2 separate regions of the Bombyx mori genome follow, and region 1 is linked to region 2. Evidence: chromatin contacts called from public Hi-C data. All regions are on one chromosome and are shown on one strand. The core of a region is the stretch at or near the end of the contact, and the rest is flanking DNA. Distances in the headings are between cores, read along the strand shown.

What was found. A called contact is a pair of places that touch in the nucleus more often than the background predicts.
Region 1: a contact with region 2 is called in a Hi-C map of midgut, with 2.4 times the contacts expected there. The contact joins two enhancer-like sites. A contact is called at or near these places in 2 of 7 Hi-C or Micro-C datasets (midgut and whole pupa).

The regions. Positions count from the first base shown.
Region 1 is chr3:2,009,636-2,015,465 of ASM3026992v2, reverse strand. LOC101736753 (zinc finger-containing ubiquitin peptidase 1) reads left to right here. Exons shown (of 16, transcript XM_038020140.2): 14 at 715-803; 15 at 2,964-3,104; 16 at 4,634-5,830. The coding sequence ends at 4,669. Among protein-coding and RNA genes, the nearest start is that of LOC101736753, 22 kb to the left of the region's middle. Within about 2 kb of position 2,520, at least 3 of the 8 cell types and tissues checked have open chromatin away from gene starts, as enhancers often do.
Region 2 is chr3:1,903,702-1,909,899 of ASM3026992v2, reverse strand. It overlaps LOC101736475 (protein bicaudal C homolog 1-A), which reads left to right. Exons shown (of 20, transcript XM_012688490.4): 17 at 707-829; 18 at 2,178-2,304; 19 at 4,332-4,451; 20 at 4,809-6,198. The coding sequence ends at 4,924. Among protein-coding and RNA genes, the nearest start is that of LOC101736087, 7.0 kb to the right of the region's middle. Within about 2 kb of position 2,264, at least 4 of the 8 cell types and tissues checked have open chromatin away from gene starts, as enhancers often do.

The sequences.
Region 1 (5,830 bases), core at 1,271-3,770, 110 kb before region 2:
GTACGCCGCCTTCCCGCTCGCACCTCCTCGCTCGCACCTCCCCGCACGAACCTCCTCGTTCGCACCTCCTCATTCGCACCTCCCCGCTCGCACCTCCTCATTCGCACCTCCCCGTTCGCACCTCCTCGTTCACACCTCATTCGCACCTCCCCGCTCGCACCTCCTCGTTCGCACCTCCTCGTTCGCACCTCCTCATTCGCACCTCCTCGTTCGCACCTCCCCGCTCGCACCTCCTCGTTCGCACCTCCCCGCTCGCACCTCCTCATTCGCACCTCCCCGCTCGCACCTCCTCGTTCGCACCTCCCTGCTCGCACCTCGTTCGCACCTCCCCGTTCGCACCTCCTCATTCGCACCTCCCCGCTCGCACCTCCTCATTCGCACCTCCGCGCTCGCACCTCCTCGTTCGCACCTCCTCGTTCGCACCTCCTCGTTCGCACCTCCTCGTTCGCACCTCCTCGTTCGCACCTCCTCATTCGCACCTCCTCGTTCGCACCTCCCCGCTCGCACCTCCTCGTTCGCACCTCCCCGCTCGCACCTCCTCATTCGCACCTCCCCGCTCGCACCTCCTCGTTCGCACCTCCCTGCTCGCACCTCGTTCGCACCTCCCCGTTCGCACCTCCCCGCTCGGACCTCCTCGTTCGCACCATCTCATTCGCACCTCCCCGCTCGCACCTCCGCCAACCGCTTAGACTAAAAAGTGTTGTTTTTTCCCAGGTCACTCCCGGACTATAATCGGTTACGAGAAACACAAGGACGGTAAAGCGACGCTACTCGTGCTGGATCCCTCTCACTCGCCCTCCCAGGTAATACAATAAATACCTAATAAATAAATAAATAACCACAAAGTCACACTCGCTCATCTGGCTCTTAACTATGACCCCTGTACTATGGACACCAGAGACCGACATACTTTTACGTTTAAATATATTTACTGACTCAATGGTGCAGTTATTAGCGGCCCTGATTTGCGCCGAGGGTCGTGGGTTCGATTTCCACATCGGGCAAACGTTCGTGTGACGAACCGCTTTGTTTGATCTTTGTCTCGGTGTTCATTATCTATATATGTATGTATATTTTAAACGTATATAAGTATCATTACGCGCTGGGGTTCGGGATAAATAAATGTTCCACCAAAGTGTAACTTTCACTTAGAACACTTTAAAATTCTCAATTCGCTTCTTCCGCTTCGCTTCAGGTGATGCGTTCGCATTTCGCAACGCTTTTAAAGTCGAGACGAAATACCTAGAATCGTCGAGAATACTCTACAAAAATCTAGTATTGTGTGTTTCCGATATCTGATAATAGATGGCGCTGTACTTTTCGAGCGTTATAGGTGTTAGATCCTTTGAGGTTTGTTTCGGCTATTCGCCGATAGATGGCGTTACTCTTACCGGCGTAACGGTATGTTTGTCAGTCTCTGGTACACACAGGGAATCTTGAATTAGGCCCGGATTACCGTGCGTGATTTGTTCCTAATAAAAAAGCAATCTAGAGGTACTAAACGCATAGGTAGAGGTACTGAAGACACGTCTACCCGATGTGATGCGTGTAGTATACCACTGCCTCGATCATAGGCTTCAACTAATGCGCCGCCAAGCAAGCAATATAACAACAATAATAATTAGTGATACATTGCCGGCTCTCGCCCGCTCAGAATACAATTATTTCAGCTAAAATTTGTGCTCCAGTCATATTAAAGTGGTAATCTATTGTTGTCTTCGAGAACTTCAGTCCTTTTCACAATTTTATTACGGCCTACGGTAACTTGACTTTTTAGTCTAATTTTAGTTACTTCTATAATTCTCAGTAAGAGTTGAAGTTTTACGAAATTCGATTGGCGAACAAAACAATTCGCGATTGACATAACTTGCTCTAATTTTTTCCCCTGCGGTCTGCGTGATGCTGTGTACAACAATTACAAAAGTTAATAAAAAACAAAAAGAAACTACTTTGGAACCGCTAAAATATTACGCAACTATTTCAACCGCTTCAAAAGTTTATATAAGATGTTCTCAGCTTAGAATTCACATGTAATGATTATTTATTCTTCGGACACGCTTGTAAAAGTGTAGTAAGCAAACACCGTAACTTATCAATCCTTTAATTTAACTCCACACAAGTACATAACTTAATGAATGCAATTAAATGTAACGTTGGAGCATTTTTATGAGTTTCCGAAAACACGGTAAAAAACAGAAGGGCGCCTCATGACATGTGATCAGGTTGACAGTTGAGCTCCATTCCGGCGCGTTCATTAAAACAGCGCTCATTGAGTTTCACCCTTCACAACACTATGCGATGAACGGTGCAGCTTACCATTGGCGACTAGACTACAACCCGACCTCATGTCTTAAGGGTAACGATCTGGCATTTTGAAATTCCCCTTAAACTAAGCTTGACTCGATCTATCTCAGCTTGACTCAATGCTTCGTCTTCGTACGCCCTCTCCTTTACTAGATGGCCCTATATCTGGCCTAGATGGAGCTATATCTCGCCTAGTCCTCCCCTCATCACTAGATGGCGCTATATCTGGCCTAGTCCTCCCTTCATCACTAGATGGCGCCATATCTGGCCTAGTCCTCCCCTAATCACTAGATGGCGCTATATCTGGCTTAGTCCTTCCTGTATTACTAGATGATGCTATTTCTGCCGTGAATCAGTAATGCGTTTCGCTTTGAAGGGCGGGGCAGCCGTTGTAACTATACTTGAGACCTTAGAACTGATATCTCAAGGTGGGTGGCGTATTTACGTCGTAAATATCTATAGGATCCAGTAACCACTTAACACCAGGTGGGCTGTGACCTCGTCCACCAATCTAAGCAATAAAAAAATATATATATATATCTGGCCTAGTCTTCCCTTAGTCACTAGATGGGGCTATATCCTTGTCTAGTCCGCCCCTGGTCGCTAGATGGCGCTATATTCTCGTCACTAGACGGCGCTGTGTGTGTGTTGTGTGTCAGGTGCGGCAAGTGCTGTGCGGCAGCACGGCGTCGTGCAGCACGGCGCTGCGGCTGCTGCGGCGGGGCTCCCCGGCGCTGCGGGCGCGCCAGTACCAGCTGCTGTGCGTCACTGGGCTCATGGCCAGCGACGAGGAGTACGAGGTAGGGGAGAGGTTTTTTTTTCCTACCTAAGCTGATGATAGCCTTGAGAGGTTATTTCAGCGTAACCTTAACTAGTAGGTGAGCTCACAGGGCTCAAACCTGACGACGTTGGTAACACAAACCCTAGCAAGGGCCGTGCTTCGCAGAATCTACCACCGGATCGGAAACGCGACCCACTGAGAAGATCCGCTGAGAAACTCAGTGGGCTGTATCTGAGGGTTAATTTACTCGTCGAGTCCATCGTTGCAAGCGACGGGTTCGACGAGAACGATGACCGGTCGGGGAGAGCTCACTCTACTTTACCGACCTTACGAATCCCAATACCATAGACGAAACAACCAATGTTAAATCTTCATATATAAGTCTAAATCTCAGTTGAATTGTAATAATGGCCGCCCCCCCTTCAAATCAAAGCGCACGACAGCGTCACGGCCGAAAAGGTAGGGCGGTAGTACTATTACATATGCCCCTCAATAGTAACGCAATATAAATAATAATACAGACTATAGTAGAATTATTTTGTTCGTGCAGTTTGGGTCATAAAACATAGCCCGGCTAGGGCGGTGAACATGTTGCGCGGGCGCACACCATTATCGATAAAAACAAATGAGTCATCGAAGGCAGGTACACGGCGGCGGGGTGGTATACGAAGGGTGGTGAGACATTGTTATGTTATGAGTCATTTGTACTTACCTGCAAATTATAGTACATTATGTCGAAGAGAAATGTGTTTTTATGCATTTTTTCTCTGAATTTCTTTAGTGACACAATGGCTACTCCTTTGTTTTGTATCAAAACGGCAGAATTTATTCAAAATAATATTTGCACTTGTTGTTATCAACAATGTGTTAAAAAAATTCACTGAAATAAGAATAGATTCCGAAAAGTTACAAAGTGTTAATTTCTGCCGTTCTCGTTAACTTGCTGCGGCGATATGTGGTGTAAGTGTTCGATTAGTGATTTTTTCTTTCATTTTTATCACTAACCCATAAAATGACCACAAAACTAAATACACTATCGATAACGCTTATCGACAACAATAATGCGCATCACTATGCCCGTCCATAAGGCTCGTGAGTGGAAGAGAGAGCGAAATACTCGCTTCGCCGCTCCGATTTTTTATGACCCAAACTGCACGGAAAAAATAATTCTACTATAGGTAAGGCATTCCTGAATGCATCGTCTCTATACAAAAACGATTTATTGCTAAATTGCGGCACAACAGAATTAGCTTGAGCAGCGGAAACACATATCGTTTCCACGATATCTTTTATAAAATAAACTGTGTCAGTCACAGTTTCCTGTTTTTAAAAGTGCTCCTGAATCCACCCCGTAACACTAACGACCCGTGCGGGCTCACAAGACGTCCCACCACCGACTTGAAAACTAAAAATGCATTTTTATTTGTATGTGTTCTAACGAATGAAACCTTTTAGGGTTTGATGAAAGTTCCTAATATATATATTTTTAAATATGTACAACAATAATAAATTTAGAGCTAAATTATTATGCTGTTTGTGTGTCCGCAGGCCAGCAAGGTGCTGCAGTCGGTGCGCATCCCGTAATGCGGCTCGGGGACCGCAAGTTGCCTTGGTACAGTCGCACAGCGCCGTGACGTCATACCCCACTCCCACCTCATACCGTTTGGTCAATTAATTACTTTAACGTCAATTCCAATTAGTTATAATGTTTCTTTTACGGTCACGCTTCGAATTAAGTGGACAGGCTGACAGCTCGCCTGATGTCTAATGTCCGTCTGCACCTGTCCTTGGGCTCCGACAACCACCTGCCATCATAGAGCACGTCAGCCTACTCGCAAATATTTGCAATGAACATAATATGTATGGTTTTGAAATTTCAAAAAAGAAATCAAACCCAATATCTAAAAGATATTTAATTCGTGCACTTAATAATATGTTCTTCGATCTTCGTCAACCGACTTCGACAAGGAGGTTCTCTGGTGCGTCGATAATTTTTAGTGTAACTATTTTTCTTTAACCGAGTTTCAATTCATAATTAGGTTACAAAAGAATTCACTTTCAAAAAACAATTTATGGATGGAGCCTATGAAAAAAAAATCCAAAAAAAACACAATATACTCGTTTAATATCAAGAAATATTTGTAATTTAATTTAGTTCGTAAACGTAAGGTCGTCGACCCCACGCGTCATATCAGTTGTTTGTGTTACATTGCGCGCTGTGCTAAAAAAAATGAATTCCATGAACTTGGCAGCCCAGGGTTTGATAACTTATTGAAGCAACGATTTAATCCGCCAATCCAAAATAGCATTAACAATAACGCATTCATCTTTTGTCACTAAAGAACTATCAAGTTATTTGATTAAGTCTATTTATTTAAACAATGCGTATTTTATTTTTAATTAACAAAAAAAAAACATTAACTATGAAACAAACAAAAAAGTTAATAAATAGTAATAAGAAAATGTAAGCTTTCATGACATTGCCTTTCAATTGTATAAAATAAGCAAAGGAACTAATTATACAGGTGAAATTATGTATGTAAATTAATAAGATTGAAAAAAGTCAAATAACTTTTAATATATGGAAAGAGCTAATGCTCACGGATCATCTGTTGTTAAGTGGTTACCGCAGTCTATATATGTTGCAAAATTACCTTGACATAAGCGCTAATATTAGTTGAGATCACATTCTATTTGAGGTATGAATTCCATATGATGTGTGTTATGAGCTCATATGAATTAGTA
Region 2 (6,198 bases), core at 1,015-3,514:
ATTATAATTTTTTTGCTGACGCTACATCATTATTTGGTTTTATAATAGTACTGTTTTATTTTTGCTGACGCTACCTCAATATTTGTTTTAAAATTTGTCAATAAAAATTCACGAATCGTAATGAGGAATCGACTGGAAGTTGAACGTCTATTAAACCCGCGCCGCAGTATTTTGTGTTTTAGTAAATGATTAACATGCGACTCTTATGTTGGTGCTCCTCTGATGCTAGTAGGCAGCGGCTTGGCTCTACACCTGGCATTGCTGAAGTCAATGGGCGACGGTAACCATTCACCATCAGGTGGGCCGTGTGCTCGTCTGCCTACAAGGGCTATGAAAAAATAAAAATAAATGCTCATGGACATCAGAAATGCCAGACACAGCTGAGGACGCTCTGCCCTAAGCACGTCATTACGGATCCTTCCGATCCATTAACGGTGCTTTAAGGGTACCTCATCTTTGATCTCATTTCTCAAGGCGGGCTCCAGTAACCACTTGAGGCGTCGTGAGCTATTACTGAAGCTATTATCCTCTTCGTATATTTATGAGCTTAATATACAACGGACTTTAATTAGATTAGCAAATTTATGATGACAATTGAGCACTCTACCAATTCCGCAATGAAGGTGACAAACACGGACTGATCCCGGCTTGTCAATGTTTGCTTCGCTAATGTTTTGGATTGTGGTTAATGTTCGTTGTGTTGCAGGCGATGCGGGAGAGCGTGTGCGGCGGCGGGTACCGGGTGCCCACGCCGCGCTGGGCCGGCTACTACTTCAGCCACACGTCGCCGGGGCCCATCAACCTGCACGATAACGAAGGAATCACTTCGGTTAGCTTCACTAAAACAACATAATCGACGCTTGAAAGGCAAACTTGACTTAGCGACAATAACTGCTTTGTACATAGGCAATAACCATATTCGATACGCAAAAAAAATATATTTCAAGGTCTATTAAAATCATTTCGATCCTACAGCTACTAGCTAGATTCTACTACAGCTAGATTCGTTAAAATAAATTTTGTTTTCAGGTATTTCAACTTTAAATTAGTCTACTGTAAAGTTCACGCATTGTCGCTTAGTCACGTTTGCCTTTCACGCGTCGATATATTTGTCGGAGAAACCACAATTATTAACACCATCGTCAGACATCGTAGGGGCGAATAGGGTGATCGAGCTAAGAGAAATATTGAGTACACCAATCACGTTTGCTGTCTTAGAACAATTTAGAAGTCTTCTCTTGACGTTGGCAAATGAAAACGAATGACAGTTTTTAAGACGGAGGCACCGCTCTTCAAGAAGGCTGGTTGGTAAGTTTGATGGCGTCTACGCGCCTCCATCGGCTAGGCTCTGTCGTAGCACGAAGTTAGCCGAATTCCTACGATATCGCAATGGTGCTGCCATCTCTCGAGAATCGTGCTGCGTTTCGTTTAGCTACCAAACTAATGAACGAGCATACGGCCCACCTGATGGTGAGTGGTTACCGTCGCCCATGGACTTCAGCAATGCCAGGGGAGAGCCAAGCCGCTGCCTACCGCTTAATAATCTCCACAAGCCTCGTTTGAAGAAGGACATGTCGTCACGCTCGGGAAACACCGTGGAGGGGAGCTCATATTAATATTGTGACCGCGGTGCAGTAAATTTAAAAAAATTCAAAGGAGATACAAACACGCACCGGTCATCCGAGGCGGCTTTACCTATGGTGGTGTTTTCTTATTGCTGTGACCTTGAGGAGTCATATTAGATTCACCGGGCGAGTAGATGAATTCACAAGACTCTTTCACTTGGCGAATTTCCAAACACTGGCCCTAGCAAGGGTCAACCACCGGATCAGAAATGCGATCCACTGAAAAGATCCGGTGAGAAACGCAGTGGGCTGTAAAGTCTCAGAAGCCGCCGTGTCATTTGTACCTATTGCATTGTGACTGCACGCTTACTAGAGCTGCATCATCGAGAGACGCCTTTGCCTTTTCTTAATCATTGTAGAAAGGTCCATAAATTTGCTCGAAATGGTAAACTATTCTAATTGTATTATTTGTATGTATGTTGTTCTTTACTTTTGTTTTGTTACTATGTCCTTACTCACATATGTTTAAAGAAGTCACTGTTACTAACATTAACGGGGATAAATGAATTAATTAATCATGAAGTGACTATAGCCAGCTATGGTTGGTTGCAGCCGGAGAAGGCGTGGAGCAGACCCGACCTGGTCCGGCCCAACATCGCGGAGAGCGCGCCGCACAAGCCGTGCCGCTACAAGCAGCTGTACGAGCTGCTGCGAGACGTCGGACTGCACAAGTACATCGGTCGGTAACGGTCGGCCTGAAGGTCTAGACCAGCCTTTCTCAAAGTGGGCGATAACGCCCCCTTATGGGCGCTGCTGCAGGCCCAAAAATGGGGCGAGCAAAGACTAAGAAAAAAAATGGGGGCGTTGTGTAGAGGTTTGAGAGGCGATTTGTAAATTCATCTAGGATTCTTAGACACCAACTAAGCTCTCGATATAGAGGTTTTTAAAAACGTTGGCGCTAAAAATAATTTATTCTCAAAGTGAGTATTAAACAGAATAATTTTAGGAGCCGCTGGTCTTTTTTTTTTTTTTGGTCAGGAGGAAATCGCCGGACTTCCGCCCTTTTCTGGGGATACTGGGCGGGGTATGTCAGAGTCGAACTGACTAAAACCTCCTGTCGCTCAACAACCAACGTCCATACCTGGCATGAGACAGAACTCATGACAAGGCAAAGGGGGGAAAGTGAAGTGTTTAGTGCGGAGCACATCTCTCCCATCACCCTCCCCCTCGGGACGCCGGACTGGCGGTCGTCGGCGCCACGACCACCGGCCCTCTCGGTCGGCAGACTGTCCGAAGCCCGCCTAGATGGCGCCGGTTAGAGTGGGTTACCCTACGGAATACCCCGCTGGAGCCGCTGGTCTAGAACCTTTTTCCCTTACTTATTCGCTGGTAGCCTAAGGAGCTATTCTAGCTTCACGCGAACGGGATGTAGACCGAATGAAATAAATGAAAAATATCACCGAAAACCGACATCTATGTGTAGCGATTTTGGAGGCACTTCCCGATCACCTGGGAAACTATCGACTCATCTCGTCATCAAAATAATATTGATATAGTTATAATATATGATAAAATTGTGAAATATATTTTTATTCACTAGTATTCCAGAAATGTGGGTACAATACCAAGTTTATTTGCATTTAATAACAGTTTCTGATCCGTTGAATTATGTAATAGCAAAAGAAACTCCTTTCCAAACGGGTGTCCAGATTCCAAGAGTAGGACATTTCTCTCTTCTTTATTTATGTGTTAATAATATATTTTACATTGATTGAGATTGGTTCAAAACTACGACCCCCTGTACTATGGTATACATATATACATTTAAATATATACATGTCTAGATGGTAAACATTCAAACAAAGAGGAAACAATTATGTTGCTCACGCGTATGTTTACCCGATGTAGCAATCGAACCCACGACTCTCAGTCCAGAAGGCAGGCTGCTATAAACTGCGCCACCAAGTCAGTCGACATCGACGTTATGTGCCCAATCAGATACGGATATAAATTAACAAGAGGCTCATATTGAAGCCGGATATCCGCATCGTACAAGCCATATTAATAGTTCAACTCGCCTAATTAAAAATCCTCATAGTGACTCATTAAGGCACCCAGTGGTGGGTTTACACTACGGGCAGTCGGGGCAACTGCCCAGGGCGGCAACATTTTGAAAGTGAAATTTTTTTTTTAGTCTTATTAAGATTGCTCAATATAATTAATTAATTCTATTAATCAATAATTTTCTGTTTAATTGATAATTCAACAAATTCAATTCACCCATTATTTCTGAATTATAAATTGGGTACTTTTGGTAAAAATTTATATGAAAATGGCTTAATCAATTTATTTCCTTGGACATTTAAAATAATAATGGATTTATCTATTTTTTGGAATTAAAGAAATTTAGTTTGTTTTTTTTTTATGTAATATAATTATGAGTCACGCTTAGTGCAAAATTTATAAATTGTTAGAAAAAAAAACAAATGTTTTTGGAATATATAACATTTATCATATGATAACGTTTCTGCAAATACTGCAGTTATTAGTTATTTTCAGTTAGTGATTTTAATTTTGAAACTATAAGTTTAAGTAAAATTCCAGTATTGGGGCGGATTTTTTTCCGGTGCCCAGGAGCGGCATTAAGTTTAAATCCGGCCCCGAAGGCACCTAACTTAATGAGATGCCGTAAATAACAAGATGACATTTCAGAGTTGCTATGTGTTTTCTATCTATTTCATGATAAATTGGTTGGTTGATTTGTAGACATGTTCAAGAAACACGAAGTGGACATCTGCACGTTTGCGTCACTGAACGAGGCCGACCTGTCCGAGCTGGGAGTGACGGCGTTCGGCGCGCGACGGAAGATGCTGCTCCTCATATCCGGTCAGTCCCTACTGCGTCAGGGTCGGGGGGTGTCTGTATTCATTGCGAAACTGACATTATAGGCCTTCGATAACCTTTAGCGAGCAAGAGCAGTGAGATAAAAAAATAATTTATTCATAATAATAATAATAATAGAATAATGTGTCAAGTTGTGTCGGTACACGGTTTGATAGCGAAAAGTTTTGATCAACACCTTAAAAAACTTTCGTTATCCAGCTGGGTTAGGGGCCTGATACAGATACTGTTATACTTTAAGTTATCATTTGTGTAAGCGGGGCTGTCGGTAGCCGACCCCATTGGCAATCCCTGATATAAATCTTCGCATTTAAATTAATTGATTTTTTTCTTTCCTATCAGAGCTTCAAAAACAGTCCAAAACAATGAAGGGCCCCGTCGCTCCCGGCGCCGATCGGAAACTCGTTAGCTCGCCGCCGCAGTACAACACGACCGCCCTCTCTCAGGACAAGTGGTAAACAGCATTTAGAGGGACGTTTAAAAAAAAAGCCACACCAATACAATAATATATTAATCACCAGACAAAAAATTCGTTCGATGCTAAAATCATTTACAAAATTAGACTATTTTCAATATTATCGTTTTTTAACCAACACACAGAATCGTAATAATATCATATATGATTTATCTGATGCGAATGAGATGCGTTAAACGCGAAGACTGATCATGATCAAGCTCGAGACTGATTCAAAGACTAATCGTTTATAAGTGCATTATTATTGTTTAATATTAAGTGAAGCTTTTGAATATTGTACTGTTTTATATTAAATGATCAATTAAATCAAATCGATTCTGGTATCGGAAATCGCAGAGTCGCAAGAATAGAACTAGCGGAAGCCGCGGTCGGTTTTGTTAGGAATGCTCTAGAAGCATTTATAATAAACGAACTTGCTTATGACGCGGAACCCAGACGAAGTACTAATTATCGCGTACTCTAAATAAGCACCTACAAGTGTGCGTTTAAGTTGATTTTAAGAGATTTTATTAAATTAAATATCTAGTTTGTGTGTGTATGTACTTTTATTATTTTTTATTAGCTAAAAGCGATACGACGATTCTGATCTCCGCCACAGACAATTGTTGAAGTAAACCGATTAATTTTCGTAAATTTTTTTTTTAATTTTAATTTTTAATCGTAGTCGAGGAGAGCATGTTTTATTTTTTTGATTTTATCTTACCGCGTCTACTACTAGATCTTTTATCCAAGTTAATTCCGACTAAATATTATATTTATATACTTAATGATTATCATGAATATTTACATCGTTTTAAAACTTGATTATGTGTTTTTTTTTGTTTGTTTTTTATATTAAAAAAGGGAATGTCAGATTGTTTATCGAGCCGATTATAAAGTTCCTTTTAATAACATATTTTTTGGAATATGATTTTCTAAGGATACGAACGCTATCGCCGCGAGCAGCGTGTAATTGGGGACGACCACTTGATTGAACGCGACGCGAAATGTTCACGTGAACATTGAATCATTATTAAGATGACACTCGTGAATTAATGTCATGACCATGACGACGCATGGAGAGGAATTGTTGTTAGTGGATCGTTCTCAACTATCGGATCGTTGGCGGATCGATATCGCATCAAATTCGGACAACCGTTGCATTTGACTTGATTTGATTTTTGAATGGGACTAATTACGAAAACTACCCTCGTTCTGTGGCCGCGGTGACTTCGCCATTAATTGCGGCGAGTCATCTCGAGCCGTAAACAATTTTAA